Regions from separate parts of the Sus scrofa genome. Here all the other regions are linked to region 1. The links are chromatin contacts, called in public Hi-C maps. All regions are on one chromosome and are shown on one strand. Each heading gives the region's core, a stretch centred on a gene start, on an enhancer-like site or on the middle of the called end of the contact. The rest is flanking DNA. Distances are from core to core; before and after follow the strand shown. Region 1 holds the start of CABP1 (calcium-binding protein 1). Region 2 holds the start of POP5 (ribonuclease P/MRP protein subunit POP5). Region 3 holds the start of UNC119B (protein unc-119 homolog B).

The links. A called contact is a pair of places that touch in the nucleus more often than the background predicts.
Region 2: a Hi-C map of fetal skeletal muscle shows a contact between it and region 1, with 2.0 times the contacts expected there. The contact joins the promoter of POP5 here to the promoter of CABP1 in region 1. A contact is called at or near these places in 1 of 5 promoter capture datasets (liver), 10 of 47 Hi-C or Micro-C datasets (brain, embryonic fibroblasts, epiblast stem cells and 4 more) and 1 of 2 datasets of contacts at active chromatin or transcription factors (skeletal muscle).
Region 3: a Hi-C map of fetal skeletal muscle shows a contact between it and region 1, with 1.5 times the contacts expected there. The contact joins the promoter of UNC119B here to the promoter of CABP1 in region 1. A contact is called at or near these places in 2 of 5 promoter capture datasets (fetal skeletal muscle and liver), 14 of 47 Hi-C or Micro-C datasets (alveolar macrophages, embryonic fibroblasts, fetal heart ventricle and 7 more) and 1 of 2 datasets of contacts at active chromatin or transcription factors (skeletal muscle).

What each region holds. Positions count from the first base shown.
Region 1 is chr14:40,561,911-40,564,638 of Sscrofa11.1, forward strand. CABP1 (calcium-binding protein 1) reads left to right here and starts at 1,392. Exons shown (of 6, transcript XM_021072519.1): 1 at 1,392-2,095. The coding sequence starts at 1,448.
Region 2 is chr14:40,524,365-40,527,405 of Sscrofa11.1, forward strand. POP5 (ribonuclease P/MRP protein subunit POP5) reads right to left here and starts at 1,570. Exons shown (of 5, transcript XM_001925378.5): 1 at 1,439-1,570; 2 at 1,223-1,365. The coding sequence starts at 1,458.
Region 3 is chr14:40,622,800-40,625,517 of Sscrofa11.1, forward strand. UNC119B (protein unc-119 homolog B) reads left to right here and starts at 1,397. Exons shown (of 5, transcript XM_003132916.6): 1 at 1,397-1,681. The coding sequence starts at 1,438.

The DNA.
Region 1 (2,728 bases), core at 142-2,641:
TATCTGAGTGGATGTGGCAATGAGGCTTCAGGGCCACTGCACTGCCTGCCTCAATATTTGTGCTTTAGGAACCCGAGTGGCTTTAATATGGTAATTCAGCCCTTTAAAGTAGGTGTGCTGGGAAACAGTTTGCTGGAGAACAAAAGAAACTTTCCTTGTTCACTTTGGCCTCTGAGCAGCTGTTTTCCCCGTGCATCCTGTTTTCCTTAATTCTTTGCATATGAAATTCTATGTCTTCATAGGAAGACAGTGCAGAGGTGAACCCTTGGCAGGAGGGATGTGTAGTATATGGGCAATCTGTCCATCTGTCCTTCTATTGAGGTTAAGCAGTGGCTAGACTTGCCCTTTTCTCATGCATGGATGGCATTAAGGCCAGAGACCAGAACCGGGAGAGCCTGGGAGGTTCACACTGCACCCCTTCAAATCTCAAGTATCCCACTACCAAACAGGAGTGGTGAATGGAGCCTCATAAGGTGCAGAGGGAAGGTGATTAGCTTAACTGCACGAGCACCCTGTTGAGAACACTGGGCTAGGCCTCTTACCTGAAGGTAGTTGTAATTATCATCTGCATTTTAAAGAAGAGGAAAACAAGGTTCAGAGAGGCTGATGACACTTGCCCAAGTTACACAGATGGTAAGTGGCAGAGCTAGGTTTTGAGATTCAAACCGGGCTTGCGTGGCTTCCTGGCTGCCTACCAAGAGCAAGGATTTCTCTAACATCTAGAAGGGCAAGAAGGTGAGAGGGAGGATAAGAGCTGGAGGGGCAGCAAGTGAGTCCCACCTGACACTTGATCATCACCAGACCCTGCGACAGACGTCCAGGTTGCAACAAATGCCACCTGGCTTCTCTTCTGTTCTGACAACTGAAAATTCTTTGGCTCTTTACCAGGGTCATCCTGATCCTGCTCCAGCGTACTGGGAGTGGGAGAAGCCCCCACGGAGTGGGGCCTTTCCTTCCAGCAGTGTCCTTCCATACCATTCTGGCCCCAGGGTTTGTTGTGGTGGTGTCATAACTAGCTTGTGGTACATCCTCCTTGGGTCTCGAGTTTACTTCACCTCACTCGTCATCATTTCCAAAGTTGTACCTCCTGGGCAGTGCACCCCGCCAGCATTTCTGGAGGTTGCGGCGATTCTGGGTCATTTGGGAAAATCCGGGCGCGTTAAGGGGCACCGCCAGCGCCGTCAAGGTCTGAGTGTCTTTGGGGCCCTTCGCCAAACCCCTTCCCTAGCGCTCCCGGCTCCTCACCGCAGCTCCCTCTCCGCCGCCAGGGGCCTCCCGGAAGCGGAGCTCCTCGAGCGCGGGGCGGGGCAAGGGGCGGGGCGCAGCGGTACCTGGGCCGCCAGGGAGCCGGGGGTGGGCTCTTCGGGGACAGCCGGCGGCCCCCACAGATCCGCACCGCCAGCCGCCGGGGAGCTCGGGGCTCCGGGCGTAGAGGCTGCGCTGTCACATGGGCGGTGGCGACGGGGCCGCATTTAAGCGGCCGGGGGACGGCGCCCGCCTCCAGCGCGTCCTCGGGCTTGGCTCCCGCCGGGCGCCCCACTCTCTGCCCGCCGGGGGCCCGGCGCCGCGCCGCACCGCGCCGCCCCCGCCGGGCCATGCGAGCGCGGGCCCCGCCGCGATGAGCTCCCACATCGCCAAAAGCGAGTCCAAGACGTCGCTGCTGAAGGCGGCGGCAGCGAGCGGGGGCAGCCGGGCTCCCCGCCACGGCCCTGCCAGGGAGCCACTGCTGCCCAGCCGCCGGCTGCCCGGCCCTTGCCCAGGCACGCCGATACCGTCAGGGGACCCCAGTTCGCGGAGGCCCCTGTGCCGGCCAGCGCCGCGAGAGGAGGGCGCTCGGGGCAGCCGGCGCGGGCTCCCCCAGGCGCACTGCAGGCCCCGGGAGGCGCCGCCGGCCGCGGCATCCCGACCTTCGCCGCCGTCGCCGCTGCCGCCGGCCCGCGGGCGGGATGGGGAGGAACGGGGTCTGTCCCCGGCTCTCGGCCTCCGAGGCTCGCTGCGAGCCCCGGGTCGCGGGGACTCAGCTCCAGCTGCCGCGTCCGAGGCAGACCCGTTCCTCCACCAGCTGCGCCCCATGCTCAGCTCCGCCTTCGGCCAGGTAAGGGCTGCGCCTCCCGCCCACTCCCTGGAGAAGCGCTCGGGACCCTGCCGCAGCTGCGCTCACAGCCCTCCTCCCGCTTCCCAAGGCCCCCCAGGGTCACGCTCCTCTAGTCCTCCCGTAGCCGAGAGCACTGGCCTGCGCGCCTCCTCCCCCGTGCCTGATTCAGCACCCTGTGCGCTGTCCACGCTCCGGGCCTCTTCTGGACGAGACACCAACGCCTAGCCTCCCTCCACCTGCCGGAATGGGCCGGTCTGGAAGGGAGCAACCTCCACAAACTGCCTGGAAATTTGCAGAGGTCAAGGGGAGCTCCGAGCAGGGGGCTCCAAACCTTCTCCTCTGGCCTCTGGCCAGGACAGCCAGTGAGCGACCCAAGAGAGCAAATGGGTTTGGAATCTGGGGGTCAAGAGTGGGGAGCTCGAGATACACAGCCTTGCCTGGGCATGAGGGACCCTAGCCATTGCCTGTGGTGGTCCGAAAGACCTGGGAAAGTTAGGAGAGCTAAAAATGTGAGAAAAGAGAAGTGTCTGGGTAGGCATGGACAGAGCTGTGGTCCAAACTGGAACTTTGGGGTGTTTTAAAGAGGTTGAGGCTCTACAGATTCCATTAGGATGGCAGTGGGCAGTTGTCGAG
Region 2 (3,041 bases), core at 320-2,819, 37 kb before region 1:
GTGTAGACTGTGGCTGTGGTGTAAGCTGGCAGCTGTAGCTTCGATTCGACCCCTAGCCTGGGAACCTCCACATGCTGTGGGTGCAGCCCTAAAAAAAGCAAAAAAAAAAAAAAATCTTCAGGTAACTGAGAGCCTATGTACCAGAAAACATTCAAGGCGGTGGCACTTGGGATGCCATCAATGAGTAAAAACTGATTTCTGAAGGAAAATAATGGGAGATAAATAACATCTAGGGCCTTTACATACCACTCAGAATTGGTGAATGAATTTAGAATTTAATTTTTTGCTTTTTAGGGCCACACCCATGGCATATGGAAGTTCCAAGGCTAGAGGTTGAATCAGCTAAAGCTGCAGGCCTATGTCACAGCTACAGCAACTCGGGATCGAAGCTGCCTCTGCCACCTACACAGCTCAGGGCAACCTTGAGTCCTTAACCCACTGAGAGAGGCCAGAGGTCTAATATGCATCCTCCTGTATCCTAGTCAGGTTCCTTAACTGCTGAGCCACAAAGGGAACTCCTAAAATGCACTTTTAATTCACAAACTAGTTAACCCAAGGAGGGGGGTGGCAGAAATCCATACTCTTCAGAAGGATGTTTTCCCTTAGCTGAAAAACAAGTTCTGCAACTGGGCTATGTAGGTTCTTCCAGCAACCGAGTCTCACCTTGGTAGAAGGGTTGCCTCTAGGTACATTACCTTCTCCAGATTTCAATTTCAAGCATATGGTAAAAAACGGAATGAATTTACATAGTGTGGTTGTGGAGGAGGGTCCTCTCTTGCATTTACACATACACACAACTGTGTATTCTGTACTTCACAGGCCCCTATGCAGGGCTTTTCAGGGGTAATTCTGACAATGCTTTTTTCATATGATGTCAAAGTAACCCGTCAAATAACTTACTCGGAACTATACAAGTCTTTCCTCATTTAGTTTTCATCATCCTATTAAACTCAATCAAAAACCACACGTCAAATAGTATAGGGGTTTCTGCCGACTGGTATTTTCTGCCCACTGCCTACTGGTATTAGCTCTCCGCTTAAGTTTGGACTCAAGCAGACCTCAGGCTCGGGTTCTGAAACTCCTAAAAAGGACGACACCCTACATAAAATGGTGCACAGGGCTTGGCAGCTTCCAAGGTCGCCCGTGCCCCTTCTTTCTCCCTCCAATGGCCACTGCTCCCTCCAGATCCCGCCATCCTCCTGGTTCCCCAACACCCTCGCACCCGCGAAGCCGATGGAGGAGGCGGCCGCGCCGAAAGTTCCGTGCACGCGCGCGATCGTGTCCCGTACTAGGCCGCCCAGCACTCGGTCCTCCAGATTCAGACGGCAGCGGGGGTCCTCAGACACCACTTCGCAAAGCAGGTACCTGGGGCAGGCGAGAGGGCGGTGAGTGCTGGGCCGGGGCCAGGACCGCAGGGACAGGAATAAGGGTTGCTTACCTGTGCTTGAAGCGCACCATGTTCGTATCCGCCTCGGGCGTCCAGACACTCAAACCGGATGTCTGCCTTCTCGTCGGCGGCCAATGGGAAGTTGGCCTGGCAGCCACTCAGAGAGGGAGGCGGAACTAGAATGTAGGCGGAGCCCCGTGTCAGTCTCCTTTGAGCTCCGCCTCCCTCTGCCGAGCGCAGGCGTCCTGCTCATTTCTTCGCTTAGACTTTCAACTGAACCCGTTGTGATGAGTGGTTGTGCTCCACGCCAGAGTTTGCTGTTTAGGATGCAGCTGAGGCATTTGGAACCTCCAGGACGTTCCATTACCTTGCAACATAGTACCCAAGCTGGACGGTGGAACATTTGAGCACAAGACCTTGCACCCCCCAGGCCAGGGATTGATAGGGGAAATCGGACTCTTATTCTCAGTTTGGAGCTCGGTTTAATTTCTCCATACAGCCAAATATGTTATTACTGTTTAGGCCTTTCAATAACCTTATGGAGTTGGGTGTATTGGCTTGTTTTTTTTTGTTTGTTTTTTTGTTTTTTTGCAAAAACAATCCGTGGTCGTTATATTTTCTGGTTATTTTGGTTTGTTTTTTGTTTTTGTTTTTAAACAGAAAAGCACAAAGAAGCAAATAAAAATAAGTTATAATCCCAGCACCTAGAGAGAATAATTTATCATGTAGTGGATTTTCTTCCAACATTTTACCCCTGTTCCAGTGGTTTTCCAGGTGAAGTCCAGGAACCACTGGATTTTCCCAGATTCTTTTAGGGAGTCCCCCGAGGTCAAATTACTTTTGTAGTAACACTAAGGTGTTACTTGCTGTTTTCACTTTCTGAGTGGACAGTAAAGTTTTCCAGAGGCCAGTGACATGTGCTGACATTGCTCTGATGGCTAAGAGAATTGTGCATGGTGTTTTAAACATTTCTGTTTTAATAAACATAGTGAGTATCAATATATTTCACATAACAAAAGCTCTTTGGGATCCTCAATAATTTAGTAAGAATGGAAAGGGGCCCTGAGACAAAAAAGGTACGAGATGTACCTTCCACTGTATGATAATTTATATTTTCCATTTTCTTTTTAAGAATAGGATCATACTGTTTACTACTCTTCTTTCCCCTCACATTGAATATCTTTTTAAAAACTGAGGCATAACATACATAAAATGCATATTAAGTGCATAACTCAATGAATTTTTATATATGTATAAACTTTTGCAACCACTGCCCAGATTAAGAGATAGAACATTTCCAACACTCAGGAAGGTTCCTGTGCTCTCTTCCGAGCCAAAAACCTTCCCAGAAGTAGCCTATATTCTGACTTCTGTCATGACAGATTAGCTTTTTCTCTTCTGGAACTTTATATAAATGTAAATCTCCAGCAGCATATTTGTGTGTGTGTGCGTGCATGTCTGGCTCCTTTCTTTCAACATAATGTCTGTAAGATTCATTCTTGTCATTTGACTATATTTTCATGCCAGCTGTTCTACAAAGTTATTTTTCAGTTGCCCCAGACTGCATTGTTTGGATGTACCACTGCTGATCTAGTCAATATTTCCATGATGGATATTTAAATTAATTCCAGATTTTCTTGTTATAGCCAGTACT
Region 3 (2,718 bases), core at 147-2,646, 61 kb after region 1:
GGTAAAGGGATCAAAACGTTTCTTATCATCCCTAAAAAGAGAAAAGGTGGGGTTCAGGTAACTCTAGTCCTGGTGGTCTGAGAACAAAGGTTCAGTGAGCAAGAGATTGTAGGAAATGGCTTCATGCTAACCCCTCACCCCTACCTTGGACATTAACAATCAAGTAGAATATTAAGGGTTCTGGAAATTCTTCAGTAACCACTCATTGCTGAATAGTTTAAAAAGAATTGTCTGCAAAGGGTAGGACTTTAATTCTTTGTACACATCTTCAAATTTCCCTGAACTGTTTGAGAAATCCCACCCGGGTGGTAATCTCTCAAAGTCAGGTCAGCAATTAGATAGGAACTTGCTCACATACTGTACCACCAGGCTAGGCGACTGAGATGGAGTCAGGATTGGATTTTGTCCAGGAACAAGGCGAGGCCTGTCAGCCCCTCCCAAACCCCTCATATCGGGTGAGAGGGACCCAGCAAGGCCTGCACAAATCAAGCCTTTGAGGCTGACCCAGGGAAGAGGGTGGGGTTTCACTTTGGCCTGAGACTGGCTGAGGGTGACCTAGCAGACACACTTTGCATCAGAGAGGCCCAGGCCTCCCACACAGAAGAGTATGGATCCAGAATCTCTAGAGAAGGAGCCACTTGGGGTGTAAGAGGGCAGTGTCCTCCCTCCTCCCACTCACCTCCTCCAGTTGTTGAAATCATGGTTAATTTTCAAGGCTCAGGTGCAGATGTCAGCCCTGAAGCTTTCCTTCATGCCCCAGACCCCTCCTGTGTACTTTGGCAGCACCTCTGCTGCAGCAATTAGCAGTCTGGTTTGGCCTCTGGTTCATTCATACTTACTGGGCTGGTCAAGAGGAAGGGGCATCTGATGAATTATGTACTTTGCAGCCTTTCCCAACAAAGTGGGAGCTCCATAGTGAAGCGATGTACAGGTCTTCCTTCACACATTCATTTAATCATTATTGAGCACTTACCATGTGTCAGGCATTAGCTAGACTACCCAAATACAGTGATGAACAAGGCGGACCCAAGCCTTGCCCTCTCTCCTATTCTTATATTCCCTGCAGCCCAGACCAGTGTCTAGCCCAAAGCTTGGCACAGCAGCGTTTAGGAATGGCAATCTCGTTGGAAAGCTGCCTTTGCATAGCAAGCACTGTCAACTTACCTTCTAGGCTACAGATGAACAAACACTTTCTCAAGATGCCATGTTTACATCTTATATGACGGAAAGTCATTTGACTGTACGAAATACTTTTTTAAACATTCGAGGAGATCTGGAGTACTAAGGTACCAGCCACCTGGCTTGACCAACGCGGGCGAGAAGGCGGTGGTGACACCGCCCGCAGACCCCGCCCCGGCCCCGCCCCCGGCCCCGCCCCGCCCCCGCTCTCCATAGTTACGGCGCTGCGGAGGCGGCGGCCATCTTGGCGGCGGAGCGATGAGTGGGTCATACTCGAAGGCTGCGGCCGTGGGGTCCGCGGCTGGGCCCGGGGGGCTAGTGGCTGGCAAGGAAGAGAAAAAGAAGGCGGGCGGCGGCGTCCTGAATCGGCTCAAGGCGCGGCGGCAGGCACCCCACCACGCGGCCGACGACGGCATCGGGGCTGTGGTCACGGAGCAGGAGCTGCTGGCTCTGGACACCATCCGGCCCGACCACGTCCTGCGCCTCAGCCGGGTCACCGAGAGTGAGTGCAGGGCTGGCCGCGCCCTCCCCTCGTGTCAGGCCCCGGGCCCCTTGTAGGCTTCGGCGGAGCCGGCCGCTGGCCGCTCGCCCAGCCGCCGGGGGTCCACCCAAGCGCCCCCGACCGGCCAGGCCGCGCTGCCCACTGCTCCGCCCGGCTGGGTCTTCGCTGCCCACCCTCAACTAGACCTGATTGGGAGGGGTTTTCCTTGAGCTTGTTCTCCCCCGAGTCCCGCCATGCCAGGCTTCCCCGTGGCCGGCCCCTCAGCTGGATCTGTTTGGGTAGGGAGCCCCCTTAGCTTCCTGACCCTGGTAGGTGCGCCCCTGTCCCCCAGCTATCAGTGAAGTTCCTGTTCAGCTAGTCCGCCTCAACCTGACTGCTGCCAGCTTCTGCAGCCCTCTGCCAGTCCAGACCCCTACCTGCTTTCTCTACCTTTCTCTCCACTCCGGGCCCCTGACAGCCCCTCCCTCCTTTCCAGCCTGCCTTTGGCCCCCTACCTCTTTGCGTCCCAAGCGTTGCCCCTTTGTGTGCAGATGGGTTCTTCCTTCCTCAAATATATTGCTGTGGCATTTCATGCAAATTTAAAACTGCCGCATAAAATAAAGTTTCAGTTTACTTACAAAATCCAAAATGTGAATCCTGCTTTTGACACTTATTCTAGTAAATTAAGATGTCAGGATGTCGGAAATGTGTTTCTTGAATAAAATGCAACCATCCTACACCTTTTCATTGGTAGAAGGGAAGAAATATATAACCCACCTTCTGTCCTGGCTCTCCTCTCTTTTTCTGTTCTCTTCCAGGTCAAGCCCTGACTTGGATGCCTTTTCTCTTGCTACTCTTTCTCCCTAAAAGAGTTTGCAGTCGGTTGGTTAGACCCTGTTTGCCCAGCCCATCCACCCTCTCCTCCAGACTTATAGCCCTGAAGCACTAGTGCTTCCTTGATGGATTATGGCTGCCGTCCTGTCATTTGCTGAGTTGCTTTAGTCCACAGGCCAGGGGCGCTCAGGTGTACCTCAGGGAGCCAGAGGCCACGCCAGTGA